Linked DNA regions of Mus musculus: regions 2, 3 and 4 are each linked to region 1. A link is a contact called in public HiChIP or PLAC-seq data. All regions are on one chromosome and are shown on one strand. The core of a region is the stretch at or near the end of the contact, and the rest is flanking DNA. Distances in the headings are between cores, read along the strand shown.

The links. HiChIP or PLAC-seq counts read pairs in DNA pulled down with a chosen protein or histone mark.
Region 2: a contact with region 1 is called in a FOXA1 HiChIP or PLAC-seq map of pancreatic cancer cells. The contact joins the promoter of Tmem131l here to the promoter of Fhdc1 in region 1. A contact is called at or near these places in 1 of 39 promoter capture datasets (erythroid cells), 1 of 484 Hi-C or Micro-C datasets (erythroblasts) and 1 of 115 datasets of contacts at active chromatin or transcription factors (pancreatic cancer cells).
Region 3: a contact with region 1 is called in an H3K4me3 HiChIP or PLAC-seq map of embryonic stem cells, with 11 read pairs. The contact joins the promoter of Fbxw7 here to the promoter of Fhdc1 in region 1. A contact is called at or near these places in 2 of 39 promoter capture datasets (erythroid cells and neutrophils), 2 of 484 Hi-C or Micro-C datasets (both in embryonic stem cells) and 2 of 115 datasets of contacts at active chromatin or transcription factors (embryonic stem cells and pancreatic cancer cells).
Region 4: a contact with region 1 is called in an H3K4me3 HiChIP or PLAC-seq map of embryonic stem cells, with 17 read pairs. The contact joins the enhancer-like site here to the promoter of Fhdc1 in region 1. A contact is called at or near these places in 12 of 39 promoter capture datasets (the 3T3-L1 cell line, the HPC-7 cell line, cranial neural crest and 6 more), 21 of 484 Hi-C or Micro-C datasets (the AML12 cell line, adipose-derived mesenchymal stem cells, bone marrow-derived macrophages and 11 more), 3 of 115 datasets of contacts at active chromatin or transcription factors (embryonic forebrain, embryonic stem cells and stem cell-derived neural progenitor cells) and 5 of 9 other capture datasets (adipose tissue, embryonic stem cells, liver and 2 more).

Annotation. Positions count from the first base shown.
Region 1 is chr3:84,475,918-84,483,590 of GRCm38.p6, forward strand. It overlaps Fhdc1 (FH2 domain containing 1), which reads right to left and starts at 3,574. Exons shown (of 12, transcript NM_001205355.1): 1 at 3,432-3,574.
Region 2 is chr3:84,037,507-84,045,179 of GRCm38.p6, forward strand. It overlaps Tmem131l (transmembrane 131 like), which reads right to left and starts at 2,655. Exons shown (of 35, transcript NM_172681.4): 1 at 2,471-2,655; 2 at 1,809-1,879. The coding sequence starts at 2,594. Gm30352 (a long non-coding RNA gene) reads left to right here and starts at 2,715. Exons shown (of 4, transcript XR_867387.3): 1 at 2,715-3,405; 2 at 4,342-4,546.
Region 3 is chr3:84,812,946-84,820,618 of GRCm38.p6, forward strand. Fbxw7 (F-box and WD-40 domain protein 7) reads left to right here and starts at 2,632. Exons shown (of 14, transcript NM_001177773.1): 1 at 2,632-2,824. It overlaps Gm35486 (predicted gene, 35486), which reads right to left and starts at 1,488. Exons shown (of 1, transcript NR_165832.1): 1 at 1-1,488.
Region 4 is chr3:84,186,235-84,193,907 of GRCm38.p6, forward strand. Trim2 (tripartite motif-containing 2) reads right to left here. Exons shown (of 12, transcript NM_001271727.1): 4 at 6,987-7,138; 5 at 5,847-6,027; 6 at 4,279-5,002. Among named protein-coding and RNA genes, the nearest start is that of Mnd1, 34 kb to the left of the region's middle. Within about 2 kb of position 4,662, at least 97 of the 459 cell types and tissues checked have an H3K27ac peak or open chromatin away from gene starts, as enhancers often do. A contact at or near this core is called in adipose tissue, embryonic stem cells, nephron progenitors and 3 more, where this site is marked.

The DNA of each region.
Region 1 (7,673 bases), core at 2,324-4,823:
CTTCCTGGGGAGCAAGAATTGAGTCTAGAAACATCTAGAAACATCTCAGAGGCCAGCTCTGCCACTTCCTTGAGCTGCAATCTGAGAAGGGTGGTTGACCTCACTTCAATTTCAGCATGCTTCAGCTATGAAATCGGAGAACGGCTTTTCCATGGGCTTGGGTAAGAAAAATGTGCAAAAGCAGGAATGTAGCTAACTTTTTCTAATAATCATTGCTCATATGCACAGCTTCCCTTCATCTTCACAAATAATATATTTGACTTAAAAACACGTGGGGAAAGGGACACTGAATTGATGGCTCAGTGGCTAAAAGTGAATACTGTTCTTTCGAGGAGTTGGTACCTAGGCCAAGTGGCTATAACTCCCTGTAACTCCAGGTGCAGGGGATCTGACACTTGAACTCCAAAAACATCTGCACTCAAGTATACATACATACACCCATACACACACATTACATATATGTACTTATGTACACGTATACACTCATACATACAATTAAAAATTTCTTTAAAAAGGAAGCGTGTCTTGAGTTTACAGATGAAATGCCTAAGTTCTGGCTGCTAGAAACGCACGTTAATACCTTCACTCTGCTACCAAAGTCTGTGAATTGTGAGATTTTTCCCCCCTCTTTTAATATTCAGTGGCCATCAGGCCGGGGGCACACACCTATAATCCCAGCACTCAGGAGGCAGAGGCAGGCGGTTCTCTGTGAGTTCAAGGTCGGCCTGGTCTACTAATGGAGTCCAGGACAGCCCGTCCTACACACACACAAAAATCCCTGTCTCAAAAAGAACAAACAAAAAAATTCAGTGACCACATGTTAAATCGTCTCTATGATATAGGACAGATATTTTTATGAAATAGTTAACAGTCCAAGGTTTGTTTGTTTAATTTATGGTGCTGGGGATTGAACTCGGGCCCTTATGCATGTCAGCCAGGCAAACCTCCTCAAATGCTCATCAAATAGCCCTGTCTTTCTTTACTTTAGACCTGGGCATTCAACCCATGTGCTCAGGGTGTTTTCATCCCCTGACAACTTAACTGCTGAACAGAAAATGACATTTCCCACTATTATTTTGACACTTAAGAAACCATTCTCGTGATTTTACACGTAGAGTTCAATGGCATCGGTGCATTCAGCTGTCCCCGCTAGGTGATTTCTACGTCAGTGGAGTTTCAAGGATGCCTCTGAGCTGACTTCTGGTTCACTAGGATGGAGCTGGCTTTTAGAGGAGTTTTCATAATTATCATTAGGGGCATAACCAGGCTGTCTTCCTAGCTGGCACCCCTAAAGCTGGCATGACTCACTGTCAATTACAGTTTATGGTTACATTTGAACTCTTTTTTTCAAGACTGTACAGGTAATTTTGGCAGTTTATTCTCACACATTTTATATACTTCTGTGCATAAAGGAACCCTTTTAAAGTTTCTAACTCTCCAAATCACTTCCGGTTCCATAGCTACCCATGTATTTCTATATTATCCCCACCCCGCCCCCACCCACACAGAACCTCACAAATGCCAGGCAAGTTCTCTACCTCAGAGCCCTGAACTGGATCCCCAGCACTGGGCAAGGGGATAGAAAAGAGGGTAAACTAAAAACTGGTCTGGAAAGTAAGACTTCACTCTGTTTCTGGTGCTTACAGTAGGCGTAGCCTTAACCCCTCAGTGCCTTTGTAGAAATACTAAATGAAGAAACTGAATCATCAAAGGTAGTGGGATATCCCCAGTCACTGTCTTCTCACACCCACACCCCAAAGGACTAAGACTTTTGTTTTTTGAGTACTGTGCTGTGCACAGTAGAAGTACCAGATAAGAGCTAGCAGAAGTTAAGAAGAGACACACATGAACTTGCATTGATATGATTCTATGACTCTTGCCCAGCCTGAGAGAAGAAAGTCACTTTAAGGAGTTAAAGGAACAAAGGGGGATGTAGCTTTCTGTCCCTGGTCCCTTTCTCTGGCAACCCCCTCCCATAATTGTTAAAGATCCTAGCTCTACCTAGAGAGTTGGCTCACCAGCAAGAGCTTTTGTTCCTGTTGCATCCTTACTACTAACACTAGGCAGGGTTACCAACGTTAAAGAGGTGGTAAGAAAAGAAGGGCACAGATGGCATCCCATCTCTTTACAGTCACACGTGGTATTAAAGTTGAGGACTCGGAAAAAAAAATAATTCTACCATACTTTCCATAATAGAGATGACTCCACACAATCTCAAAGACACCGAGAGAAATGCAGGTGATGCAAACACCCCGACACATGACATGGTCCCCTGCCTCTCACAGTTGGCAGTTGGCAGCAGAGACAATGGAATCAGCCCCGATTCTGTCTGGGAACCTTCAACTATCCCATCAATCTCCCTAAGACAAACACAGGCAGGCTTGTATTTAACGTCTCCCCTACAGCGAGGAGGCCGTTAAATGCAGAGCTGTCACCAATAGGCTTTCTGATGACAGAACCCATCTTCAAGTCTGCTGAGTGATAACCACCACCGGTCATCAGAGGTGGGGTTACTGTCCCTCCCGCTGGGGATGCTGCTCTGCTGCTCAGCTCAGCATCTTTTAACTCCAATTTCAGTGAGGGATGCTATGATCAAGAACTTAACCTTCAGCGTATGATCAGCCAGCACACAGGGTTAGAATAAGACCATTCCTAAGGGTTCCTGGAAGAGCTGTGTGGCCCCTAGCTCTAACCAGAGCTTTCTCAAAGGAGGGTCTGCACGCTCTGTTCAACAGTAATAAAAAGTGACACAGAGCCAGATGGCTTTCCTCTTGCCTCTTGACATGTGTCACAGATGAGCCTGAGCTGGGAGTGCAGCCCGTCCACCTGAGGAACTGAGGAAGAGGCTAAGCTACATACACAGTATTCTTAGTTGGGAAAAGAGAGAGAGGGCTGGGGGAAGTTCCCGCCTTTCGTTAATACTATTCTCTTCTCTCTACTCACTCCTTAAGGAACATCTCTCCACCTCGACCTGTCTTTTCAAACCCTTTCTTGATCAAGAAATACAGTCAGTTTGCGAGCAGCAGTCTTACCTGGCCCTTCAGCCGGCCTAGAGTACCCACGACGGCAGGTTTAATCTGTCACGTCACATAAACAAACATTCACAGCTGCCTGTTTCTGATAGCACATTTCCAGTCTCTTCTCCCCTAGTTCCCAAACCAGGAAGAATAGGCCCAGGAGAGCCGAAGGATGCTCTCGGAGAGACAGAAGCTCCAGGAAGACAACGGGGACTAAAGAGGGTGCTCGCAGGGTGTCCAACTCAAAGTAGAATTTCTTTAAACACTAGCTCCAGGTCTTTATGAAACTCGCCCGGAACAGGGGAGGGAGGGAGCACCCAGAAAGATTTCTTTCCAGTCAGGATGGACGAAGTCCCAAGTCTTGCCCACTACCTCTTTCGGTCTCTAGCCCCTCGCTTTGGCGAATCCACTCACCAAAAGGCCCTTGGCTCCGCCGGCTCCCGAGGCGCTTAGCCCAAGCCCCCCGAGGCTACCAGCGTCCCGCAGCTGCGCAGCCCAGGATCCCGGGACAGCAGACGAGCTTCGAATGGGCGGTCCCCGCACTAGCTCAGAGGCCGCCTTATCTGGGCCGGGAAGGCGCGCGTCCGCGGCGAAGAGACGCCCACACGCGCCACGCAGGATCCCTAGCAGGGACAGTAGGGACAACCCTCCCGGGAAAGGATGGACTCTCAGCTTCCATGAGTGCCCCGCACTCTCCAGTCTCGGACCATCTCAGAGGCCATGGAGGCCAGCCGCGAAACCCCTGGGGCTTCTTCTGTGCCTATCCGACCGGGGGTGGCTCGTCCTGTCCAAGCTTCCCCGCCCAAACCGGGGTCCCAGCTCTCTATGGAGCTCGTGGTTCACGGAACAGTGGCCGCCAGCCGCTTGGACCACCGCTGCGGCGATACCGTGTAGTCCCCAGCGTGGGCTCCTGGGAGAAGGGCTCTCGGCCGCACTGCGGTTTTGCACCGAGAGAGGGGGAATGAACCCGCGACAGAAACGCAAAAAGGAGTCTCTGGGGCTGGGGAACCGTCACGCTCGGGGACCATGGGTGACTGCCAACCCGCCACTCCACAAGCGCCGACGCCACTTCGGAGGTGAACTTCCAGGGAGGTGTGCAGTCATTGGAAGTCTACCCCCACATCACTATAGCAGGAGCGAGTCCTCGCTAAAAGGGACTTCTGTGACCTGCGCGACCCGCATAAGTGCCACGAAAGCTAATCAAACCTCCGAGGTCCCACCCGCGGACAGCGCTACACCGAGCTCAGGGTCCGATGCCGAGCCAGTCGGGCGCATATGCGCCTCGGGGCACAGGGCCTGCGCTCCAGGATCAGGTCCCCGGAATCCGGAACAGAGCTCGCGCTTCACCGCATCCTCCCCGCGCCGCTGCTCAGCCCAGCATCCCGAACCCAGCCTGGCAGCCCGGGCCCTAGCTCCCGTCGTCCCGCACTCACCGCGCCCCCGCTCCCGGCGCCCGCGCAGCCTCCGCCCGCTGTCCCGGCGCCGCCGTCTCTCCGCAGGACTGCAGGCCGGGGACGGTGAGGGGGCAGGGCGGTGCGGAGGGGCGGGGCCGCTGCAGGTAACAATGCTGCCTACCCGGCTGCTCCTCCAGCCGGCCGCAAAGGACAGCACGCCCTTTCCTGCTCTGCTGCTTCCCTCGCTCCCCCTTCAACCCGAACAGCACCGCCACTGAGCTCGCCCTCGCCAGCTCCGGGCTCCCGAGACTCGAAAGCCGCCGCCCAGCACGCTGCTCCTGGCACCTGAAGACCAGCTCGGGGCTGGGCGGGCAACCACAGAGGACGATGGAAATTGCTGCAGGGAAAAGATGAGCCTTGGTGTCCTAATGGAGCGAAGTGGGAGGCGCCACGGTCGCTACTGAGCAGGTCACCGCCTTCCACAAAAGGAACCTCTGCGGCAGTCTCCTGGACACCCTATCCCGCGCACACGCAAGAACACCCCACGCACATTCGTAGGCACGCATGCACCTTTATATCACACACACACATTCACACACCTCCGCTCCACTCCACAGCTTCTCTTTGGAGCTTAGCGCTTCTCAGGAGGTCCAGAGCGGTGTAGAGGTCTGATCCCCTGTGGAGCACGTCTCTTCTCCCACTTGTTTTCCCACCCTTTCTTTCCCCTTCCCTCCCTTCCCCTTCCTCTCCTTTATTTTCTTTTGTCTCAATGATGGTAACAAACTTTTGAGCTTTATTAAAGAAGAAGAAAAAAAAAAAAGCCTAGCAGAACTGAATGAAGGGGCTCTGTCTGGGAACTGGGAAAGAGCCCGCCCACTCACTGAAGGAAACAGGGAAGTCAGTCTAATCGCATAAATTTTTTTTTTTTTTTCAAAGTGACTTGCGAAGACGCCAGGCAGAGAGCGAAGTGAGTAGTCAAAGAAAACTTACTCTGGACAAACCGGCTGCTGGCACCTCAGCTGCCGGGGTGGGGAAGCGCCCTCTGCGGGAATGAAGTCATCCTACCCTTTTCTGGGTGCGCCCAGATAACCGACCAGAGCTTTCCTTTCCCAAGCTCTGGGGTCTAAGGACTTCCAGACACTCCACCAGGTCCTCAAGTCCTGGGCATCATTCCTCGCCTCCTTCTGCGGGTCTTGCATAGGAAAAGAGAAGTACTAGTCCAAACCAGCCCAGTATTCAAGACCCCAAAACTGTGGCAGCCTATATCTTGGTTCTTTGGCCATTAATATAGTTCACAACCCACAAACACTGAAAATATCAAGGCAGGTCTCAGGCTGGGAGCACAAGTTAGTTCAAATGAATATTGATCGGTACTCAGGTAAAAGAGTATTGAGTATTCAGTGTGAGCATGGCCTTTCCCTTTTTATTTTATTGTTTATTATTTTTGGTGCTTTGGAACATGATCTGTCTCTCTCCCTCTAGGCCTAGATGTCCTTAAACTCACTCTGCAGACCAGGCTGCCCTCCAATCACAGAGATCTGCATGGGTCACCAAGCCAGCCCCCTGTCCCCTTCTTTAGTCTGAGATTGGTCCCCTCCCTCCATCGCTCACACTGTAGGACACATGCCCTGAAAGACTAGTCCCTTTCTGCTCCAGTCTGTGGTCCCAGACGGCTGAGACGAGCAGGTCCAGAGCCAGCCTTGGCAACACTGTGAGATTTCCAAGAAGAAAAAGGCCGATTTGGAGGAGTCAAGCCCTGTGGCCCATCCTCCTCCTCTGGCCTTTGATCTCCAGCTTCTGCTCTGGCCCACAGGCCTTCCCTCTGCATCTCTGGCCCTCCCCGGTGACCCTTCTTTTCCTGAGTGCAGTCATAAGGTTCTTACAACCCTTGATCTATTGTCCATTATAATCCCATGGGGATCGCTTCTGACTTGAATCCGGGTGCCCTTTTGAAAGAAAAGCAGTAAAAATGAATACACATGGCCTTGGGTTTCCATCCTTGGAAGGGGCCCAGAAAAATGAGAGCCAATTGTTGTCAGTTATGCCAGCGACTCAGATCCACAGCCGTCTCATGGTGACACAAGTCCAGATTTAATGCCTGGAAGACAACCCACCTTCCCCTCACATTATCGCTCTTCCCTCTTTCCTTTCTCTCATGGCTGGCTTGGGAAGTTCAAGTCCCAGTGTCACCACACTAACTCTAGAGTGACGTGGTCTGCACTGCCCTTCTGCTGCCTACCATGCGTGAGACACCCACCAACCTTCCATTTTGATTTCCACCTTAGGGAAGTGTAACTGGATACCTATGTCCCAAAGCTTAGACTTCTACCTCCACTTCACCAAATTCACTGAGAAACTGCTGCGGGAACTGTTTACTGTACAAACAGGTCAAGCCTAAGGCTTTCCACATCGGTGGCTATCCTTCTTTGGGTCATGTGTGCATAGATGTGGCCTTCAGTCCGATGAAGCAGGGGCACCCTGCGTCATCTCCTGCCATCTGGGCCTTCCATCCCTATAACTTTGTGTGAGGCCCCTCAGGATAGATCTTGTTTATTTTGACTTGATTTCCTTTTTTGCACGGGAGATGGTTTGAAAGCTCTGGAGCTAAGCAAGGCAGAGCTCTCCAGTCTAGGAAGCAACATATTCATTTTCTGTCCACACCTACCCTAGGTTGGCTGTGACCAGCCAAGAGCTTTGCTTCATGTATAATAGGAAAACGTGCTAAGTAGCCTGTGGGGGAAGGCCCAGAAGGCTCCTAAAGCCTGAAGTCAGCCCGGGTACCGGATTTATGACTGCAAGGTGGCTGCTACTGATGCTGCCCTTGGGGACCAAATGGAGGGTGGTGCTGCCAGTCTCTTCCCAAGCAAGACACTCGAAGTATACTAGTTAGCATGGCTAGGGCATCACCCAGAGCCAGCAGAATGTCCTTTGGGACATACCCACTTTTCCTGCTCTCTGTGCAGCTTGCTTTGGCCTCTTCCAGAATAGTCTTTCCAGAAAGTTCCATTCCTGTCAGCAAATGAATTTTCTTTCTTCTGGCTTCCACTTCTGAGACAGTCTCAGTCCCCTCCTCCCCTCTAAAGGGGTTTAGAAATAGTGTTTATTCTGTTGTTAGGAACCAGTGACTGAACAAAACCTTCAAATTGGCACGGCTCCATTTCGGCATCCATCCTAAGGCACATCTCATCATTATAAAGCTGACTTATTTGCTAAAGGAGTAGATTTAGCTTATGTGCCGACTCCACGGGTCCCTGGACACACT
Region 2 (7,673 bases), core at 1,405-3,904, 440 kb before region 1:
GAAACAAAGACTGCCCATCATTTATTTTCCTGCCTCCATCGCTGCCCTGTTAAGACATAGAGGCTTCAGTTGAGCCCCAAAGCAAAGGTACCTCAGTAAATCTTGCCCCCAGGAATTCTGCTTCCTGGGACACTTGGGAGACGCTCTCACTTGGTAAAAACTGGTGGTTGGAGCCAGGTCCAAGGGAAGACATGTAGCTCTAGCTAACTCAAGGATGAGACAGGAGGATGGCTTGAGTGGAGGACTCTGAGTCAGCACTGCAAGACCTTATTTTAAAACAATAGCAAACACCCAGAATGGAGAGAGAGAGTATATCATGACTATAGTCAAAGCGTCACAGTATCCAAGGTGCCAAGACCAGGAATGATACTCAGCATACTACAGTGCACAGGGAAGCCCCCACAATGAAGAGTTCTCTGGGTCAAAGGTTGCTCGTGCTACTGTTAAGCAACTGATATTCACAAATAGGACTATTTAAAGTAAACACACCAAGTGCTAAGTGTAGGGTCTCAGTTAAAGTTACAACTGATTTTGGCTTTGAGACTTTTGTTGTTTTTTGTGGGTTTTTTTTTCCCCCGGTTTTGGTTTTTATTTCCTCTCTTTTCAAAACAGATGTATTATTTAGAATCAAGGGTTAAAAATTCATTTGGGAATATACATTTAGGAGAAAGGACTACTTGCTAGCAGGGCTTATTCTCAAAGGGTGGGTCTCCTGGAGCCTGCTGGCCTTCCTGAAAGATCTGGGGAAGTGTCTCTGAAAAATCACCTCTGCCTGTAAGCTGTTATTCATTGGCCCTGGTCAAAATGAATATTCCAAATATCTCAAAGCCAGCACTGTTGCCGCTTCAGTGAGAGGGAGAACAGTAAACCTTGAGACTGCAGAGAAGTTAGAATTCAACATCCTGATTTTAATGCTGCTACCAGCATGGGAAGCAATAAACAATTTAAACAGGCAAGCCTAATGTTCTCTTATCACTGCAAACACACACCCCCCAAATGCATTTGGGGTCTCTACTACACTGCTGGTGAAAACAGTCATCAAGATTATGTTTTCAAAATTATGTGTAAGTGGGTACCTTTTGCAAGTCAGTGAGAATTTCTTGCATAACTGAAACATGCAATTCAAGACAAAAGCTTTGCAGTACCACATCCGTTGCAGCCTGAAGCCCTCTATGCTACAGATTCCCAATAAAACGTTAGCAATTATTTTTCCACATGTAATCATTATATCATCGTAGGGGGGTGAAAAAACCTGAAATTCAGGTTCTTAAGTGGGTGTGTTCTAACAGGAATTAAAGACATTTGGAGAAATTCCAAGATTATACTCCTTTAAAGTCACTTCTTCATCCCAAAGCTACTTAGGCTAATGGCAAAGTACCACTCACTAACATTTATGAAATCAATATTCCCATTGTGTTCAACCCTCCAGCCACTTGCCATCCACACCACACCCGCCTGCTTAGAGACAGCCGTGGAGACCCAGAAGCGAGTCCTCCGCCCACCCTGGCCCACTAACGAGCCAAGGAAGTCGCCACTAGCCAGGCGCAAGGCTGTGAGACACACAACCCTGCTGAGGTGGCCTGGACACCCACCTTCTGAACTTGGGGCGGCCCTGACTCACACCCTGTCACATGGCGCGGGAGCCAGGCTGAAGAGCCACCGTTGCCAGGTGTTCAGGCTCGGCACGACCGTTTATTTGCCTTGCAAAGTGACCCGAGCGCTCCTGTGCCATTGGGGGGAAGGCCGGCAACCTCCAGGCCTCTCCTCCCTCACACGCCCACACCCGCCCTGTCACCGGTCCTCCTCACCTGAGTGGGCAGCAGGAGTTCCCCTTCTTCTGCCTGCCACAGCTCCACCACGTTCGGCAAGGGCTCAAACGCTGCACGGACACCAAAAAAACACACCGCGTTTGTAATGCACGGCAAAGAAACGCTTCCTGTTTCCTCGCCCGTCCCCTCGTGCCAACCGCCTGCCCCCAAACAAGTCTCCTTCTCCCCTCGCAGGGCAGGCCACCCGAGGGGTGAGCCGAGGATGCAAATACAATGCCCAGCCGGACCCCGGGGTCCAGAAGATGAGGGCGTGCGGGCTTGGTCAAGACCAGGGCATGAGGCCGCCGCACCAAGCACGGCGCGACCCCCAAGCCACCGGGCTGGGGGAAACAAAGCTGCAGGAAGCCGGGCGCGGCGAGGCACCCGCGCGCCACACAAAGCGGGGGATGCGCCCGGGGCGCAGGGGCCCGCGCACAAAGGCTCCGGGGCGTGCGCGGCTAGCGGTCCCTGAGCCCCACGCTGCCCGCTCCTGGCCCGGCCTAGAGTCGCCGAGGGGACGCTGCGGTCGCAGGGCTGCAGCAGCCCGTCTTCCCCAGCCGCCCGAGTCCCCTTCCTCCGCGAACCCTCACAGATTTCAACAGTTCCCTAAAAGAAAGGGGGGGCGGGGCGGCGGGGACAGCCAGCCCCGACGACGGGCTGACCTTGTCCCTGAGCCCCTCCCGGACGGCAGCAGGACAGCAGGACCTGGAAGACGCCCAGCAGAAGGTTCACGGCAGCGGCCGTGCGGCGGTAGGCGCCGGACTGCGGGCGCCGGAGCCCCGCCATGCTGGTGCTCGCCGCGCTCGCTCGCAGCGATCTTGTTCTCTTGTTTGGTGGCGCCGCGGCCGCCAGGCCGCGCCCCGGGCCCGCCCCCGCGCCCTGGCCCCGCCCCGCCTCCGGGCCCGCCCCCCGCTGTTGGGCCCGCCCCCGCAGCTGTTGGACTGCTGCTCAGCGCCGGCGCGCCGCTTGCTCCCGAGCGCGTGTGCTCCGCAGATAGAAGGGGATGGAACGCGGCGGGGAGCGGAGGGACGAAGACAATGCGAACGCTCACAGCGCGCAGCACGTGCCCGAGGGCCCCCAGAAGCTTGACTCTGGGGGCTGGGGCTCGCGGCCCACGGGGAGAGGGTGTTGTCGTGAACTTTCATGAGGTTCTCTTTGTCGATGACACCCGGGCCACGGTGGGGGCACTAACCCCCCGGGGGGAGGGGTCCTGGGAATGAATCGTAGCCCAGCGCTTGGCCTTGAACAGGATATTAGTGGAAATATTGCTGTGGTTGTCAGGAAACGCGAGTGCAGCCGCACAGCTACTGCCTGTTATGCAGCGAGGATATCCGGTGGCTGCGAGGTCTGTAATTTAGAATAAAAAGCTCTCCCAACACCCGAGAGGCTGACCTCAGCGCCGCGTGGCGGTAATGCGCTCAGCGCCCTCTGTGGAGACGGTCCAAATCCTGACAGGTGGGAGAGCTTAGGTTAGACCTTCAAGAGCCCTGCAGATGGACCTGCAGAATCAGACTGCAAAAGTGAGCCAGCCACTTGCTAAACGTAGTTGAAGTGGAGGGCACAGATCGCCTGCCAGTTAACAATATTAATAAGTAGTGTAAGTCATACTTGGAAATTTATTTTCTGCCTCTGTTTTTTTTTTTTTTAAGTTGATTTGCTGTGTGCAGCAAACGTAGCTCGTATGAAACTCAGAGACTGTGAGCTTCAGGAAGTGATGGTGTACACCTGTCTGCTTACATTGATCTTCTGTTTAATTGCTTCTGGAGCCTTCCAGTCTAGACTATGGGAAAAAATGTAGTCTCATAGCAGGTCAGATGTTGGTCAAGGACAATATGAATGATGGATGCTCTCTTCATAATACCATACTGTGAACCTAATCTCTTTGTCTGGATGTAACTCTAAATGAGGTTAAACCACCTGATTTCTTTGCCATACTTAACACTTGATAAAAGCAAATGTCCACATGGAAATGTCATTTTGCTTTGTCCAACTTGAGCAGCTCCAATTATTTCTTACTCCCCCCCCCCCCAGATTGCTTGGGTGCATCCCTGGCAAGGATGTCCTGTCCTATCCCATTGGACCCTTTTTTTCCTCTTCATTTCACTTCTCTGGGTTTCTATTTGCCCCTCGGATACTGAAATTCCCTCACTGCATTCAAGGGTCTCAGAAAATCGATGGTATGTCCCGGCTATCGCATGCAAAGCTCTTGGTTCAGGTCACAGTACCACAAAACCAACACATGTTTCAGCCCACACTAGGTGTTTCAGTTTTTACTATTTATTATGTAAATATTAAATGTTAATTTTAATGTTAATTAATTTTAAACCCATACTAAGAAAACAAGCAAATATTGACAGGTATAATTTAAAAGTCATGATGCAAAACTCCACCGATTTTTAAATTATTTTACCTTTTTACTAATAAAATCTCACATTAAAAAAGTATCACACTCTCAAAGAGAACTACTTAAAAGACTGAGGAATATTACCGTAGGCCATATTTGAGTCTGCTCTCATTTATTCTCCTACCAAAGGTTTTCCAGGGCAGACTGCTACTTCCGTGTTGGGTTCTTTACAAAGTGGGTAACTGACCGTTATTCACGAAGCCAGAAGCGTGTATCTGCAGTGCCACGAGACTGGAGAAGGATCCAGGACCACACAGCTGTCTTCTTAGATAAATCTGACCCACTTGGCCTTCTCTGGAGGGATGTTTCGTGCTGACTCACGAGCAACAGGAAGGTATGGTCCAATAAGCAGCTCCCATGTTTCAAGGTAAAATTGTTTTCCAAAGACAGCACCTATGTATTTGTGCTGTGTTCCTGCTATCCCTGTTAATGACAGAGCCACAGACTGTTAGAGCTGAGAAATTGAGGAAAATCTTTATTCTTTTTATTTAGCTTCTGTTGTTGTTGTTAAATCTATGTCATAAACTAAAAACAAAAAGCAAAACACAGTAACAAAAAGCTCACCCTCAACTCTGTCTAGTGGCCCAGGCCTATGAACTCTGGTTAACAGTGCTGAGGCAGGAGAATAGAGAACTCTCCAGGCCATCCTAGGGGCAGCAGAGGACATGTAAAGACCACCTAGGCAACTTTATGAGACTCTACCTCAACATTGAAAAGGAAAAGAAGGCTGGGGATGTAGCTCAGTAGCGCCACCCTTGCCCCATTCACAAGACCCTGGCTTTGATCCTCAGCACCACAAAACCACAATGACAATATCAGTTCTTATTTTAAAACATCCATGATGTTAACAATGTTTTTTAACTTTTTTTTTTTAGAGTACAGATGAAAAGCGAGTCTATACACAAATTGTATCTTGACACATCCTATATAAATTTGACTCAAATGGTAAACCCAACAACCCTAATCTAGAGAAGACTAGCCATGCTAAGTCCCAGGAAGTACTGTGGAGATGAGGTGAGATAAGGCATGCTAAACATCTGCCATTAGGTACTCAAGAAATGCTAGAAATTGTACTACAATTTATTCCCATTGTGGAGGTGTGGCATACCTATAAAGTGTTAAATTTGATACTAATAGGCAAATGTGTGAATTAGCTGTTGATTAACATTTCATTTATCATTCCAACCTTGGAATAATTCCTATACATGGAGCAACCTTCTGCTGGCCCATCAATCAGTCTTAGGCCTCACCCCAATGAAATAAGACCAAGAGTTTCACTAAGCCACTGGTATCTAAGCTTCAGCTCTGACTAGAAGGAAATTCCCACAAATAGGGTCGAAACCTACATTCCTGGTATGCAAACTGATTCCTTGATTCAAAGGCACTTTTTTTTTTTTTGCTACACCATTTTTTTAGAATTATTTTTACATTTATTTATTGAGTATGTCGGTGCGATTGTATGTGTGGAAGTTAAAGGATAGCCCATAAAATCATTCTTTCTTTCTACCATGTGGGTCCCAGGACCCGAACTGTGGGTCATGGTTAGAGGTAATAGCCCTTACCTGATGAGCTACTTCATTAGCCACTTGCTATAACTTCACCCCATCTTACCTCCTGAAGCCTCCAGTGTGTACAATTATTAAGAATTCTCTGCCCTGAAAGAAGGCCCTCCCTGCAGGCACAAACTAGGTATGTTAGATTTCCCAGGTTGTGAATTGTTAGGAATACATTTCTTTCTTTATAAATTATCCACTCCGTAGTATTCTTTGATAGCAGTGTAGAAGAAGCTAAGACATTAGGCATTCTCTTGGCAACTCTTCCTCCCATGCCCAGCCTTTACAGCAAGAGTCTTGGGATGTGGTCCTCCATACCCTTCATACCCTCTCTGAATGGGCTCGTAGCCCCGTGTTACTATCTTTAAGAATGTGAGTCTCAAATTTTTAGCACATCTGGAAGCTCCACTCTTAATGTAACTGCCTACTTGTCATTAATAGCTCACTGTATTATAAGCATCTCAAACATGACATGTCTCAAATTCTTAATTTCATCTATCCAGACATAATACTTCCGAGTCTTAAAAGTCAAGTTGTGGTACCACCATCTACCTAGTTCCTCAAGCCAAAGCCCAGGAGTCATATTTAATTCTTCTTTCCTTTATACCCTTTAAATTTATCAAAAAAAATCATAATGTGTCCACTTCCAGACTATTTCCCATGGCTTACCTTTCCACCATCCCTGTTATTGCCGTGCCTGCTCCCAGCCTCTCGCGCAGGTGCCTGTGCGTCCTTGTACTGGCCTCTCTGCTCCCATGATCCTTACATCACAACTGATCCAGAATGGCCACTTAAAAATAGAGCCCCAGTTGTGCATGAAGCTCTCCAGTAGTTTTCTGTAGCAGAAACAGAACTTATATTAGAGTAAAACTTTTATTAGAGTAATCCCATAAGAACTATAAGAGAACTATCAGTGCCCACCTTCTGCCTACTTAACTTGGCCTTTCCAATAGCCAGTGCCCTTCAGCTCAATGGTCTTCATGTTCTTCAAGCCCACCAGTACTAAAAGCATCTTTGAGCCTTTGCATTTTCTTCTTTTAAATCTCTTTTATTATATTTTTTTAATCTTATTTTATGCCTAACTGTCCTGGACTTGGCTCTTTGGGCAAGCCTGGCCTCAAACTCGCAGAGACCCAGAAGCCAGTTCTTGTCACATCACCCAGAAGCCAGTTCTTGTTGCATCACATGGAAGGCTGGAGAACAATACAGGCTATTGGCCTTGGAAGCAAGTGCCTTTACCTGAGGAGCCATCTCAACAGCCCTCACTCTCTGTTTTCTCTGCTGAAATCCCCGTGTTCTCATCGTCACACTGGACTCTCGCAATCCATCACTTACGTAGTGCTGTTATGTTTGCTGTACATGGAGTGTCCAAGGCAGAGGGGCTGGAGTTAACCATAAGCCTTAGTTCAAGGATGCCTGAAGCAAAGAGAACATCTCATTCTACAGACTCACTGACTAAAGGCCAAACCACATGGCCAGGAACTATGTCCTGAAAGAGAACTCATGATACCTACATGACTATATATACTTCATAAGAACCTGATGGAACTAGTGCAATCCTTATTTAGAAACTAAGGCTAGGAGGTGAAACAATTAGCACTTGTTGAAACACTACCTCATCTCACCATCCTGTCTCTTGACAAGAATTTAAATCAGAAACCTTTTTTAAGCCAGGCATTGGTGGTACACGCCTTTAATCCCAGCACTTGGGAGGCAGAGGCAGGCAGATTTCTGAGTTCAAGGTCAACCTGGTCTACAGAGTGATTTCCAGGACAGCCGGGACTTACAGAGAAACCCTGTCTTGAAAAACAAAAAGGAGGAGGAAGAGGAGGAGGAGGAAGAGGAGGAGGAGGAAGAGGAGGAGGAGGAGGAGGAAAAAGAAACCTTTCTTTATATCAGGTTTTAATT
Region 3 (7,673 bases), core at 1,382-3,881, 340 kb after region 1:
TTCAGAAGGACCTGGTGCAACTTGTCTCTCCTTGCTTTTGTGGCATCCTCCTCTTCCCTTCACTCACTCTTGTTTTTGTAGCCTTTGAACAAAAATGAACCCTTGATTTATCAACATAGGCATTTTCTTGATCTACTTTGCACGAAGTGGTAGCAGCCGTGGCATAAACCTGGGCTTGCTTCTTAAATGCGGACAGAGCATGTTTGGTCCAATCTCCCAAGAAGGGTGGAGAGACCCGAAGCACTTATGATAGCCATCGCTGTAGCTTCCAGAGGGACGGGGTCCAGCCACACAACTGTTTCCCTTCATCTTTGCTGCTGCTTTAATCTCACTGTCACACCACTAAGGAGGGCAAGTAAGTTCGTAACAGATTTCTGAGCGCTGTAGTTCTTTTATCTCGAAAATTCTTTTATTAGAGAACCACAGCTTACATTTCATGAGTTTTTCCTTAAACATTTCCTAGCCCAGAATCTGTAGGACAAACGGCCCAATAGATTTATTAATAACATACTCCCCACAACACACACACACACACACACACACACACACACACACACACACGAGAGAGAGAGAGAGAGAGAGAGAGAGAGAGAGAGAGAGCGCGCGAGAGCGCTTTGAAGAAAGACCTGAGAGGCGCCAAACTCTTTTGAAGATGGTTAAGGGGCACTCTGTTGACAAAATCTAAAAAGCTCCAAAAAATCCAAACAAGCAAGAATTACTTTTAAAAGGGGGCTCGACTACATTCGCCCCTTGAAAACATAGAAATCCCCTAAATAATATCCTAGATGTTGATTCTCTTTCAGCCCTGTTCCCCAGTCCTGCCAATTCGCCTCCTTTCCCACAAAACTCTGAAGTTGCGACTCTGAAGAAACGGCATCCTTTTTCTTTCGTGGCAGGGGGCGGGTGGGGGTGAGGAGGGAGATGTAGTACAACTTGTTTCTACGCTTCAACTTACAAAACGCGTGCGCTTCCACTATCACCTCTGAGTCCCGCTATTGCTGTGCTAGAGGCATTAATTCATTCATTCACTCATCAAACCTTCGTAGTGCACTACTACACACAATGCGGCGCAAGGTTTCACCCCACGCCAAGGGAAGGGTGGGACGTTCGCTCCCGGGAGCAGGTGCAGCCACTGGCTGTAGGTTAACTTTTCCAGCCGTCTCTCGGTTCCAGGATCTGCTCCGGGCCAAAAGCCTCACCTTCGGGTGTTGCGCGCCCTAGCCCGATCCCGGGCCTCCTCATTCCCAGAGGAGCAGTCCGCACCTGCCCCGGAGGGAACGGCGACAGAGCTCCCTCTCCGCGCCGCCCTAGGGTCAGGGGTAAGATCAGGCGGTAGCTTAGGCTCGCCTGGGCTCCTCCCCTTCCTCTCTTCAGTTCTGACGCGGCCGTAGAGGCGGCGGCGGCAGCGGCGGCGGTAGCAGCAGCAGCAGCAGCAGCAGCAGCAGTCCCGCGGCCCGAGGCGCACCCACCCGCTCGCAGATCGCGACTTCCTCTTCCCTTGGTGCGTCATCAGAACGCGCCGCAGCCTCCCAGGGCGGGGTGGCTGGAGATGGGGAGAAGAGGCCCGGAGAGGAAGGCGCAGAGAGGAAGGGGAAGGGAGGGGGAGGAGAGCGGTTGCTAGGCGACTTACGTCATCGCTGGGCGCCACTCTCCTCCCGCCCCTCTGTGGAGTGAGGCGAGAGCCCCGCACAGAGCGAGAGAGAGACAGAAGCTGAGCTTCGGGCGCTGCCGCCGCCGCCGGGGAGAGCGTGAGAGCGAGTGAGTGAGCGAGCATCCGAGAGACCCGGCATCCGTGCACTGGCCGCCGCCAAGACCTTTGCCGCAGCCCGGGCCATCGGGAGCCGCGGCCGCCGTCGGCTCCCCCCCTTACATTCCCGGCCGGCAGCGGCTGCTGCACACGCCGAAGCCGGAGCCCCAGCCGGAGCCGGAGCCGGAGCCCGAGCCCGAGCCCGAGCCGGAGCCCGCGGCCGGGGGGCAGGGAGGCGGCTGCCGCGGGTCGGGACTCGTAGCTGCTCAGCCGGGAGAGGACGCCCGCGAGGGGCTGGGCTTTCTGCCTCGTCCCGGACTGTGGGACGAAGGACCCCCCGAGGTGTAGGGAGGGGGTCCCGGCCGCCGCGACACATGCGGGAGCCGGGAGCGGGGGCGGCGCCGATCCGAGCCCGCCGGGTCCCCAGCCTTGCCGCTGTCCACACCAGCCGCCCGGGGCCGTAGCATCCCATAGCGGAGTGTATGAACCCCGGCCCCCAGCCCAGGAGCCACCTCCGGGCCGGGGGGGCGGGGACCCCGATGTGAAACGGCCGCGGCGGCGTGGTGAGCGGCCCCGGCGCCGCTGTCCTCTCCTTCCCCTCCCCTCCCCTCCACCCCCTCTGGGGGGGCTTCTCTTTGGGCCTGCCGCCGCACCCCGGCTCCTCGGCGGGACTCCAGGAGTTCTCGGCGCCCCCTCCCCGCCCCAGCCCCCCAGGGCGGTGGGGCCGGGGGGGAACCTGGGGGGCCGGCTGCAGCCTCCGCCCAGAGGAAACTTTACCCAAACAAAATCTTCGAGCTTTCTGATCGTGACTGTCCCGGGACAAGTGGCCCAGGACGGGCTGAAGCCACCACAGTCTGCAGGGACCCAGGAAGAGAAAAAGCGGTGAGCGAGCGGGGCCGCCACCGCCGCCTCTATCCCAGCAGCGCGGAAGAGACCCGGGTAGCTGCTTGGTGGAGCGACGCTAGCACCGCTTCTTCCTCAGTTCCGCGCCTAGCCAGCCTTCCGCAGCTGCCCGCCTCAGCCCGAAGGAGGAAGGGAGCCAGCCACATTGTCAGCGCCACCGCTCGACTCTGAAGCGTGAGTGGACCCGGGGGAGGGGGACATTATAAGGTGACAAGTGGGAGCGGGTGGGTGCTTTGATGCTGGAGTTCGGCTGTTCCTCGGGAGGGTTGGCAGTGGAAACCTTTCCTTTCTACCAATAGGAGAAAGTGTCAGTTTGCAGGAGTAATGCAAGTACTCGGAGTTTTTTCTTAGAGCAGCTGTGTCTCCAGAGTGGACACTTGCACCTTTTTGGACACTAAACTGAGAAAGCCTATGGCCAGCTCTGTCCCATGCCTTTTCCTGGCAACCTTATTCTGGCAGTGGTTTTTGTTTCAGGGAAACTCCCATGGATTCCCACGTGGGAATCACTTGAATCAACCCTTAATTTTTTTTTTTCCTTTCCTAACTATTGTTTTTGAAGTTGCCTTGGATGGGAAGACCAGATTTCATTTTAGTGCATAGGGGAGTTTGGTGCCCCCAACGCTTTATTTCCCAGGTCTACAGAGTCCGATGTGTAGGGTGCTTGCATGTTTCAGTTGGCTCAGGAAAATCCGAGTTCCTAAGATGCACAACCCACTGAAACTTATTTCAGGGAGAGCACTTAATAAATTACCATTTCGTAAAAGTTGCTGCAGCGCTCTCTCTCTCTCTCTCTCTCTCTCTCTCTCTCTCTCTGTGTTGAGGGAGAGAGGGAGTAATATGTTTTAAGTGGTAGCACATTTTTACTAGGTTTCTACTAGGGACTGGAAGGGCATGCATGCAGCTGTTTTTATTTGGCTCTACTTGTCGACCTTGAGACTTTATACTCTTTTAGGAAAACATTTAGCACTCTGAGTGTTAAATTAGAGGTATAGAAAAGTAATGCTCACATATGTAGGTTAAGCTGACCATCCTAAGGCTTAACGTACTGTAGGATTTCATGTAGCAAGGAACATAGGTAGTAGTTTAAGACTGGAATTCTGGTCTATCCAGACAGCTAAATGTGGGCAGAATAAAGATGCTCTGTAGAAATGACTAGAAACTTGGGAGTATCAATTTATCTACCCATCCATCCATCTTAATTTCTCCATTGAGGGTCATGATTAAATTTGTTTGAAAGTTTTTCACATTTCATGTTTGGGACCTGTTCTCCCCTCCTCTTTTTAAATAATGAACCTCCAAGTTTATCATTCTGCATTATATAGCAATGTATTTCTCTTTGACCAGCCTTCTCAATCTTTCAGGATACAGTTTGTTTGAGGAATGCTAAAACACTGTGAATTTACCTTACCTTGCTTTTATAGATTTTGTTTAATCTCTACTATCATCTGTCCCAACTTTTCTTTTCTTCAAGACTGTTTTTCTATGTTACCTTGGCTGTCCTGGAACTATCTCTGTATATCAGGCTGGCCTAGTGTTCACAGATATGCACCTGCCTCTGCCTCCTGAGTGCTGACTGGGATTAAAAGGTATGTGCCCTGACTGCCAGCCACGTCACAGCTTTTTTGAGTAGCTCCCTCCCCCAACCCTCATTTCTTTGGATAACTTTGCCCTCTTTTTGGATCTCCTAGCCTTTTTTTTTTTTTTTTTTTTTTGTTAGATACTTTGTTCTTCATATGATTTCATGAGACACTTTAAATTTTGCTTAAGTGGGAATTAGTATGAAAATATTGAATGGTAAATTTAACTTTAGATTTAGAATAAAACGTGTTTTTGGATCTGCTAACCTTACTTTGCTACCCTGATAAAGTCATATATTCCAGTTTTGAAAAAGATGATATTTGAGAAACTTAGACTTTAATAGTTTGCTTCTTGGAAAGGAGGAGAGTGGTACTTTGAGTTTGTACTGCATCTAATCAGAGGACCTGCTTTGTGTGTAAATTGGTTTTAAATTATGGAAGTACTTTACTGAATGTAGTAATAACAAGACATTTGCTATTTTCAGTCTTTTGAGGGTGACAGAGACAACCAACTACAAATTGCACAAAACTTTAGGAAAGGTTGAACTGGTGGGAAGGCTCTGTGGGTAAAGCTGCTTGTTGCAAGTCTAAGGACGTGGAGTCTGTCTAATGCCCAGAACCACAGGTGGACAGAGAAACTAACCATACAGAGTTGTTCTCTGACCTGTGTCGTATGTGTGGACATGTGGTGGTAGTACAGTTGTAGTAGTAGTAGCAGTAGTAGTAGCAGTAGTAGTAGCAGTAGTAGTAGTAGTAGTAGTAGTAGTAGTAGTAGTAGTGTAGTAGCAGTAAAAAGAAATACATTTCTTAAAAATGTAGGAAAGGGGACATATATTACCATTATTACTCATAAGATCACTCTGTGTCAGGGAATGCAGTTGCACATTTTTATTAGGGAAATACTGATTTTGGATGACCCAGGAATAATTGGAGTGTCTGAGCCAAATCTTGGAAAGGCTCTTTCAGGAAGAAAAGAACATACACAAACAAAATGTTAAGGGCTTAGCGTCAGAATAAGTAAAAGATGAGATCTAATTAGGAAGTTAGCTTGGTAGGAATGCCTACTGAGGGAGGGAAGTTCCTGACTAGAGTTAAGGTCAGTTTGTGCTTGTATAAGAGAATTTGAAAACAGTGTTCCAAAGAAGGTAGTTTCAGGATATTGGGAGAAATTATATTTTAGGACAGACATTATACTGGCTTTAGGATTTTGTTTCATTAGGAGACTAACATTTTTATATTATGGTCATCTAGGGGGCAGCACAGAAGGAGACACGAAAAAGGAAATGTTTTGAATGTTTTTTAGCATGATGCTAGTTTCTTATGAGTAAATCAGAAACAGGGTAGCAGGCTTTGCTTTGGATGTTGAATTTGGGGTTAAGAGCTAGGTATCTGTACAGTTCATGTGTTAGCTCATTGTTTTTCTTTTCCTCCCTCTCTCTTTAAAACTTTTTCCACTTTCTTTCTCTTCTTTTGTCTCTGTCTCTTGTGCCAGGCTGACCTTGAACTTGTTGTGTACCTTTTAACTTGTAACCACCCTGCTTGGACTTCCTGAATGCTAAATGTACTAGTGTGTGCTGCCATTTCTTGTTTTGTAGTGCTGGGGATGGAACCTAGGCCTTTGTGCATGCTAGGCGGGTACTTTACCAACTGAGCTACATCCTTAGGACCTACCCCGTGCAGCTTTCAAGACTGCAAAATAGTTTGAGTAATATGCTGACAGTGTAGGTAGATGGGAGTCATTTTTAAGCCTTTATATTTCTGAGATTACTGATACGAAATTAAGAGCTGAAAAATGAATTTAAAATTTTGGGACCTGAAGCAGATTTGTGTTGGTATAAGCACAGCTATCAAAAGGAGAGACAGTCCCCAGAAGATCAGCTTCGCAGGTGAGTGGGAATGACAGTTGGAAAGAGGAGCAGTCTGTAACATAATGACCATTCAGTCCCAGGACATGGGATTCTGTTTTAGAAGTAGTTAAAGGTTTTCAATAGCACATTTAGATCCTGAGATAGATAAGTTCAGAAAACATAGGACCTTGTTAGGGAACTTATAAATAAAATGGAAGGCCATTACAGTTTCCCTGCATTTTATAATTTTTTTCCCCGAGACAGGGTTTCTCTGTGTAGCCCTGGCTGTCCTGGAACTCACTCTGTAGACCAGACTGGCCTCGAACTCAGAAATACGCCTGCCTCTGCCTCCTGAGTGCTGGGATTAAAGGTGTGCGCCACCACTGCCTGGCTCATTATTATAATCTTAAGCTTGGTCTTAATACTAATGAAGTGGGGCTAAACATTGATGAAAGGGAAGGCTGTTTCTCTTACTTCAGAAATGTGCATCTTTGTGTCCCTACAATGTGTGTTTAGGGGGGACATCCCTGTGTTGGTACAGAAGTATTAGGGATACTTTTTTGTATAAACTTAAAAAGAGCCTACAATTTAGGAATATTTAAACAACACAAACAAACAAACAAACCCAAGCTAGATAATGATGGCACATGCCTTTTAATCTGACCCAGGTAGCTCTGAGTTCAAGGCCAGCCTAGTCTACAGAGTGAGTTACAGGACAGCCAAAGCAACACAGCTAAACCTGGTCTTGAAAAAAACAAACAAAACAACAACAACAAAACGAACAAAAAAGACTATTCAGGCATCTTTATGGTTAGCTTTTGGTATTGGCTTTGATAAGGATAAAAGATTGTGAATAAAAACACGTAATCATTATGATCCTTTGTTTGAATTCATTGTTTTTCTTTGGCTTCTTAAGAGAGCATCCAGTTGGCAGTAATCTCTTGGAATAGATATTTTTAAACAAGGATGTGGGTCTACAATTATTTTAGGGTGAGTAGATAGGGATTGGAATATCTGCAATATAGGGGTCTTTTGCTACTTGGCCCATTTCTTCCATGGGTGAAGACATGCTTAAGTGTATTTAAAAGACAGCCTTTTAGGATTAACGTGATTTACTAATATGGCGGGATTCTGATGGAGAATGGTAACATCAATATTCTTTGCCTTGATAGTTATGCTATTTATATGAGAGGCTGGAAGTTTTGTATCTTTGTGTGTCTTAGTACCAGAGGACTCCAGAGTCTGTGTGAGTTATCAGCAGTTCATTTAGATATACTTTGAAAATGATTCTTTGAAAAGTCTTGTGGGACGACGTAAAGAATGGGTTGGCAACCTTTCTGTGTGGGTCAGCATACTGTGTCACAACTTTCAGCTGTTTCTGCCATGTGAAAACAGCTGTAGATAATATGGAAGTGTGTTATAACTGTTCCAGTCAGATCTCATGCATAAAAACAAGAAGTAGATGGGATTTGGCCTGTAGGCGGAGGTTTATAGCTCCCTGGCAGAGGACAGCTAAATCTACCAGCATCTACTAGTGTAAGCTAGTTATACTAGAAAGCCAGATTGGCCATTTCAGGTGGATTTTGTTTTCTAGATGAG
Region 4 (7,673 bases), core at 3,412-5,911, 290 kb before region 1:
ATATAGCAACAGGTATATTATCAGCAGAATAATCAGAACTGTATTATATCCACTACAGATCTTCAGTAAGATGACACACAGCACAGTGGCTATCTCAGAAAATGTCTACACCCTTCCCCTGATTCCAATCGTCATCTAGAATTCCTTTAATTTGTGTGTGTTTGGTTGGTTCTTTTATGGGGGGTAGGTGCAGGGTTCAGGACATTTTCTCACCATGTAGCCCTGGCTGTCCTGAAACTCACTATGTAGACCAGGCTGGCTTTGAACTCCGAGATCTCTGCCTGCCTTTGCCTCCAGAGTTCTGGAATTAAAGGCGTGTGCCGCCACACCCAGCTTTAACTTTTAGCATGCACCTTTAAATGTTATCATTTTAATTGTTTGCACGTTTAAATTTTAACATTTCCTTAAGGTTCATGATTAAAGTTATGTTCCAGGGATTAAACACAGGCCATCAGAAAGGGGGAATACATGCCTTTACCCACTGAGCCACCTCACTGGCCCAAAAGAGGATACTTAAATTCTGTAGCTCATGACTTGATGCTGCACCATCTGAGTATGGCTGGGGATGACAAATGGTACCATGGCATTGACATCACTCTTGACCTGAAGGAATTTACAGTCTTACTGGGTGGTGAGACCTCAGCATAAATAACAATAGTAATCGCTGTGGATTCAGGCTTCGGGGTGGTCAAGTGTGAGGATGCAGAGGGTGTTTGAGCAGCAGTGGGCTCCCACCCGATGTGTCCAATCACATCACTTTTTATTCTTCAGACCTTTACTCAGTCAGCACGACATGTGCATGACATGAGGCCATCCAGTCATCTCTCTTCACCTGTCCTTTGCTTTCAGATCTCTCTGCCTGCTAATTGCATCTGTTGACTTGAGGAAGTCCTATTAAGTTCTGGCTTAACGTCCTTATTATTGTGGCTTTTCATCACTCTCCCTCAGTAGTTGACCAAGTTGCTCATCTATCTGCCATACAAGCCTATAAGCTCTTCTAGGAAGGAGATCATACCTCTGTCATCTCTATAATATATCCATTATCTAGCACATGCCTGTTGGGGTCAGGTGCTCAAAAAACATTTTTTGAGCTTCGTTATTGTATCATGAATGCTGACTTTTACTAGAGTCTGGATTAGGACATGAAGTTAAAGAATTAAGACAACAACAACAAAAGTCTTAGGGATATTTTAAGCCAATAGTTTAAAAGATCTGAATAATGAACACCATGAAACATTTATGAAATGAACTTAAGGAGCCATTAATAAGTGGAAAATAGTCTGTGTTCACGGATTGGAAGAGTACATAGTAGAAAGATGTCCATACTACTTAAAGTAATCTACAAATTCAATGCAATGCTCACCAAAATCCCAATGACATTTTTTTTCAAAGAAGTAGAAAAAGCAATGCTAAAATTCATGTCTAACCACAGAAACCTCCAAAAAAGCTAAAGCAATTCTGAGGGAAAAGAGCAAAGCTAGAGACATTATATTCTCTGATTTCAACATCTGCTTCAAAGCTATTCCTGACAAAAACAGCATAAAAAGGACACACATTAGTGGAATACAAGACCCGGAGATCATGATGGCACCTGTAATTCCAGCATTTGGCAGTCCAAGGCAGGGAATATAGAATTTAAGGGGAGTCTGGGCTACAAAGTGTGCATAGTGAGATTGTCTCAGAAACAGACAAAAACTCAACAGACCACAAAGAGAATAAGAATACCCAGAAATAAAGCCACACGTTTATGGTTAATTGATCTGTGACAAAGAGGAGGGAGACAATGGGGACAGGAGAGTCTCTACAATAAATGGTGTTGGGAAATCCAGATGTTGACATGAAGATTACTAGAGGCTGACCTCATATCAAAGACAAAGGGCAATCCACACTGGATTAAAGCCTGGAAGCCTAGGACCTGAAGCTGCAAACCCTGCAGGAGGAAGCACGGGAGAGGAACTCATTACACTGGTGTGAGCAATGGCTTTTAGGTCTGAGCCTAACAGCACCCTTGACAAAGCCAAACAGAAGGGAAGAAAATCCACGCCAGCCATGCAGCTACTAAAGCATTGATATCCAAGATGCATAAGGAGCTAAAATAATTTCATAAACTTTTTTTTGTTGTTTTTTTATTAGTCTCTTCACTCGTGTGATAGTTTTGTTTATTAAACAGAAATTTCTTAGCTTAATGTTTTTGCTTTTGTTGCCAAGTTGTGGTACTCATAAAAAGAAATTAAGAAGAATCATTGCTTTTGTAACCTTGAGCCTGAGCTCCTTCTGCCTCAGATCTCAAATGCTGGAATTATATTGGTACAGCAGTGCGGCTGGGCTCAGGCTCCAACCAATCAATGGTGAGAAGACAACCTGGGGCCAATGAGGTGCACAGCAGGTAAAGACTGATTTAGTGGTCTGTTTGGTGGTCAGAGCTCTTAGAGAGGAAGGAGAGAGCCAACCCTGAAGTTGTCCTCCGACCCCCACATACATGCTGAGGCACTTGTACCCCAATAATAGTAATAATAATAATAAATTTAAATGTGATTTAAACATGGGCAAATGATCTAAATAGACATTTCTTAAAAGACATACAGGTGGCCAATAATAATAAAAGAGGTCAACATTACTAACAACCAGGAGAATGCCAATTCAAACCAACCAACCATCAAAAAGACAAGATAAATGTTGACAGGGATGTGAATAAAGGGAGCCTCATCATTGCTGAGGTGAAGGTACACTTGTAGCCATTATGTAAACAGTAGGAAGGCTCCTCACATAATTAAAAATGGTACTAACATATAGTTCATGACTACTACTAGGATTCCCCCCAAAATGAAATTGATTCTCGGGACCCTATCATTGTGACAACATGGAAGAATCTAAAGGACAACTTTGCATTTTATGGACATGGAAGCTGAGGCTGAAGGAAGCAGAACGCTAGGCCCAAGGCTCAAATGGAAGACCTGGAGCAGCAGGATCCGTCCTGCGTCTGTCTGAACTTGTCCCCTGGAACCATTCTACACAGGTGACCAGCAGGATCCAGTCCTGCGTCTGTCCTAGCTTGTCCCCTGGAATCATTCTACACAGGTGACCAAGAAAGTCATGCTCCGAATGGACAAGTTAACGTGTCATTCCACAGTCTTTACCGGGATTCAGCCTTGAGAACTAACAGGGCAACTCGGCTCACAATGTTCCAAGGAGCCAAGGAGCCGGAGTTGCCCCAGGCAGTCTGAGGAGAATAGATGGTGAGAAAAGATGGCCAGCATGGTCTCCTACTCCTTCCCTCCCCGAGCGCACATGCAGTTCTGCAGATTCCTAGTTTCTGAAGTTCTGTGGTAGAAAAGTCTATTTCCTTTCTAGGTGTGTCAGTTAACAAACTGTGCAGTAGCACTCTCAGGCCCAGTGATGTAGACACAGGAGGGAGTAGGGGAGGCAGGCTGCGGGTAAAGACAGAACGAGGAGAACGAGGCAGGCTGCAGGTCCTTTCTGAAACAAAATGCAAGCTTTGCTTTTCCTTAAGAATGTCTGAATGCCCTTTTTTTTTTTTTTTTTTTTTTTTTTTTTTTTTTTTTTTTTGGTTTACTTTTAGGTCGCTTCCTCTTGGGAAGCCAAGCAGTGAAAACAAACATAGGTAAAAAGCGCCAGGTAATAAATCAGAGGGAGGGGCAACCACATTCCGGTCTCTGAGCCCAGGCTACACCTCTGGGCTTCATCCCCAGCCCCGCCCAAACCCATTTCCTTCTCCACCCAGAGGTCTTAGGCACTGTTTTCCAGCTCTGCACAGCTGGCTGACCACACAGCTTGCCCTGTGGACTGACCCCCACAGATCTCCCACTCCTTGCAGGAGTGGAGGCAGAGAGGTATCTGAATTCCGTTTGTGGGACTGCCACCGCCCAAGCCCCACAGATTTCACAGAAATACAAGAATTTGCCAGACGCAAGGCTCTTTGCATTTGGGTTAGACAGGAGTCCTCCAAAGACACACCCACCAAAGTGAGAATCTTTTTTAAAAAATTGTCGTTGTACTGTTGGTTTTTCTCCCGCCCCTGCCCCCCCCCCTTCTTGTTTCAGCTTCTCACTGGCTGCATTTATCAGGAAAAGGGGGGAGGGGAGGAGGAAAGAAAGGAGGAAACGGAAGAAGAAACATTTGGGAAGAGCCTACAGAAACTAGCCCAACAAAATAACCAGAAGCTCCCCACCTGCTCGTAAATGCAGGATTCCGATTGGCAGGAGCGCTTGCCAGGTAGCCCCTTAGCCACCGAGTCAGGGGACAGCGCCCACTCCTTACCGACTCGGAAGATCAGGTCGTCCTCGATGGGGTTCTCTTTTCGCTTGCCGGTGCTGTACATGCTGGCAGGTCTCTTCACAGCCTTCTGCTTGACGTGCCCGCTCCCCGGGGACTTGACTCGTCGCTTCACGCCCTCGGTGGTGGGGGACACGTCGGCAGAGCGGATGACCTTGAGCTTAAACGGGCTGCCTCGGATATGCTGGTCGTAGAGCCTGAGGGACAGGGTGAAGTCCCCCTCCTTCTGCACAGTATACAAGAACTCGTAGGTGCCGTTCTTGTTGTCCAGGATCTCTCCGTCGGCCACGCTGCCGTCCGGGGTGCTGAGCTCAGCGGTGAGGTATGCGTTGCCTGTCTTGCACAGCTCTCCGTCTTTGTCCTTGGTGGTTATAGTAACGGACATGGGCTGCCCGATGATGGTCTGCCGCAGCCCCTCCCCCGTGGCCACCGTCTCAGAGGCGACCGCGTTAGTGGTGAGGATGGTCCCCAGGTTGTGGATAGACTTCTTCAGTCCCTCCGTTTCCACGATAAAATCCAGCTGGTCGTTCTCGCGCGGGTGCAGTGGGAAGTCCTGGTCCGCCAGTTCGTTCAGCTTCTCGCTCATCTGCTTCTTCACCAGCAGCACCTCCGTCTCCGTGCCATGGTTGAGGGCCTGAGCCGTGAAGTTGCTGCAGCTCTTAATGCTTTCCTGGCCTTGGAGCAGGGTATCCAGCTGCGACTGCAGCACCTGCCGGGGACACAGAGGCAACGAGCGCTTCCTACAGGACACCGTGCAGCCTGCAGGACACTTGGCTAGGAGCTGGGGCAGAGCCCTCCTCCCAAAAGAACCAACCTCTACGCCCGCCCACTCAGGTGGCTCGGAACCATCTGCATTCCATTTAACCCAGTGAACCCATGCAGAACGCTAAGTTGCATTTCCAGTATCATCTGGAGATTTCCCTTCCGCCTCACCCTGCCTCTCACCCACACGTGCATTTCTTAGGTCATCTGTTTACCTGGGGCTAAGAGAAGAAAGGACGCTACCAACAGCAAACAAATTGTCTGCTTGATGCGAATTAGTCATTACCCAGTGGCCTTTCCCTAGCGTTTAGAGCTGCCAGTCACGACCTCAGGGAACAAAACCCAACCATTTGAGAAGTCTCTACACCTGAATACCCGAAGCTCTCCACCCTGGCTTGGTGAACAGACTTGCAGAGCCAAACAAAGGCGGCAGTCAGGTTCGCTTTGAAGTTGAGGAACAGGTTGGTGTGGGTGAGAGAGAGAGCAGTGAAGAGGCTCCTCCACCCTATAATTAAGGAAGGAAAACATTCCAGGCGACCTTAAGCCCTGAAAGCATTTCTATATGCAACCTCTCCTTAGGGAGAACTATAAGTTGCGACAGAAAGTTCACGGAATCCGAGTTTGGTTGAATATCTACTAAATGTAAAGGGCACTGTTGGTCCCCAGGAAGTACAGTGGTGTAGGTCCATTCCTGCTACCGCCACTGTTAGAACGCAGTAAGCAGGCGCTGGGAGTGCAGTCACCCCCACTCCCCCCCCCCCCAAGAAGCCTGCAGGACTGCAGAGCCTTACTTTGTGTTTGAGACCATAGTTGACCTCCAACTCCATGAGCAGCACGCTCTTGCGAACATTTAAAGTCTTCTGCAGCTCATCAAAGGTGGAGTGGATGTCATCCACAATGCTGGCCTTTTGGTTGGTTAACTGATGGATGATTTCTGAGATGAACTGAAGAGCAGAATCTATTTCTGGGAGTCTGAGAGACAGGAGAGTTGTTAGTGGTCATTATTTAACTTCTACCTAGGAATACTCCAAAGCCTGCCTATACCTTCAGTCTCTAAATGCAAGCGCTTTTTACTATGCTGCTTGCATCACCTTTAAAAGGAAACATGAAGGAACAAGTGAGTCCTTCAGGGTCACCTCTATTTAAATCTCCCTTCAACCATCTGGGTTAACTATTGATGGTGCAAAGGTCTTGGCGGAACGGTTATGGCCAGATAGTCCTTGTAGCAGAGGATGCCCTGTGCATATAGGATGCTTAACAGAGTTCCCTCCTCTACTCCACATCTATAGCATATTCCTACACTGTTGCTAAGACACCTAAAATGGGTTTAGGTATCACCAAATGTGTGTGTGTGTGTACAGAATTGCCCATGGTAGAGAACCGCTATATTCTAAGTGTCTAGCTATATCTTTTTTTTTTTCTTCCAACAACATAAACTTTGAAGAATTCAGAGTACCTGGAGAACTCTTGTAAGTTTTCAAGTTCCTTCAGGTAACATTGAACAACTATGCTTTTCTCCCTAGGACTGTTGACAGTAGGACTATTGGCTATTTTGTTTTACAGCAGGTTGTTAACCTCCTTTTTAGTTTCTCTCATATAGGACATGACTACTATATTCATTTGTGTCCATACCAAAAGGGGAAAAAACAAAAACCAACCCTCAAGACAAACAGAGGAGGAAATTTGAGCAACCGCTGCTCAGCACCATTGTGCAGGGCTCAGGCTGAGAGTAGCTGTCCCAGCTACCACCACAGGCAGAGAAGTATGTCAGCAGCTCTGATTTCAGGCAGGAATTTCTGGGATCACATGATCAAGAAGAACATAGGATTTAGTTATGCATACAGGCTAGCATGACCGTAGCTACCATCTCAGAGACGCTGGATGTCAGGCCAGGCCTCCCATGGGATGGGGAGTCTGGAGGGGCACGGTACCTTTTGTTGACTGCGTCCAGCTGGACCTGGAGCGAGGCCTTGTGCTGCTCCACCACATCCTTCAGCGGGACTGTGGGGTGCTCCGCGTGCTCCCCCTCCGTGCACTCCCGACACATGGCGGTCTCACAGGACTGGCAGTAAAATTCCATCACCTGTGGGTAACACAGAGAGCTTACCCTGCAGGAAGCACATATGCATTCTCCCATCACACCCGGTCACTAAAGCTGCTGTGGTTACAGTGCCCAAATGTTGATATGGCAGGCCTCAAACAGGTGCATGCGACACCAAAAGCCACTGCTATGGCTCTCAAGCACTTTGGTCTCTGAACCTCTCTAAGCTCTTTTAAAAAGTGCTGAGAACTTCAAAAGGGCTCTCTGAGCCAGGCATGGTGGGGGAAGTCGTTAGTCCCAGGAGGCAAAGGAAGATGGAGTTTAGTAAGTGCCTGGCCGACCCGGTCTACATAGCAAGTTTCAAGGCAGTCACAGCTACACAGTGAGACCCTGTCTCAAAAAAAAGTACTTTTGCATATGTGGATGCTTTCTATAGATATTTGTCATATTAAAAATGAAACAAAACATTATTAATGTAATGTAATGAAAAAGTAATTGTGAAGCCACTTAAATACGAGTGGTGAGTAATGTGATTTGTTACTTAAGATGAAAATGTTGGAACTTGGCATTGCTCTCC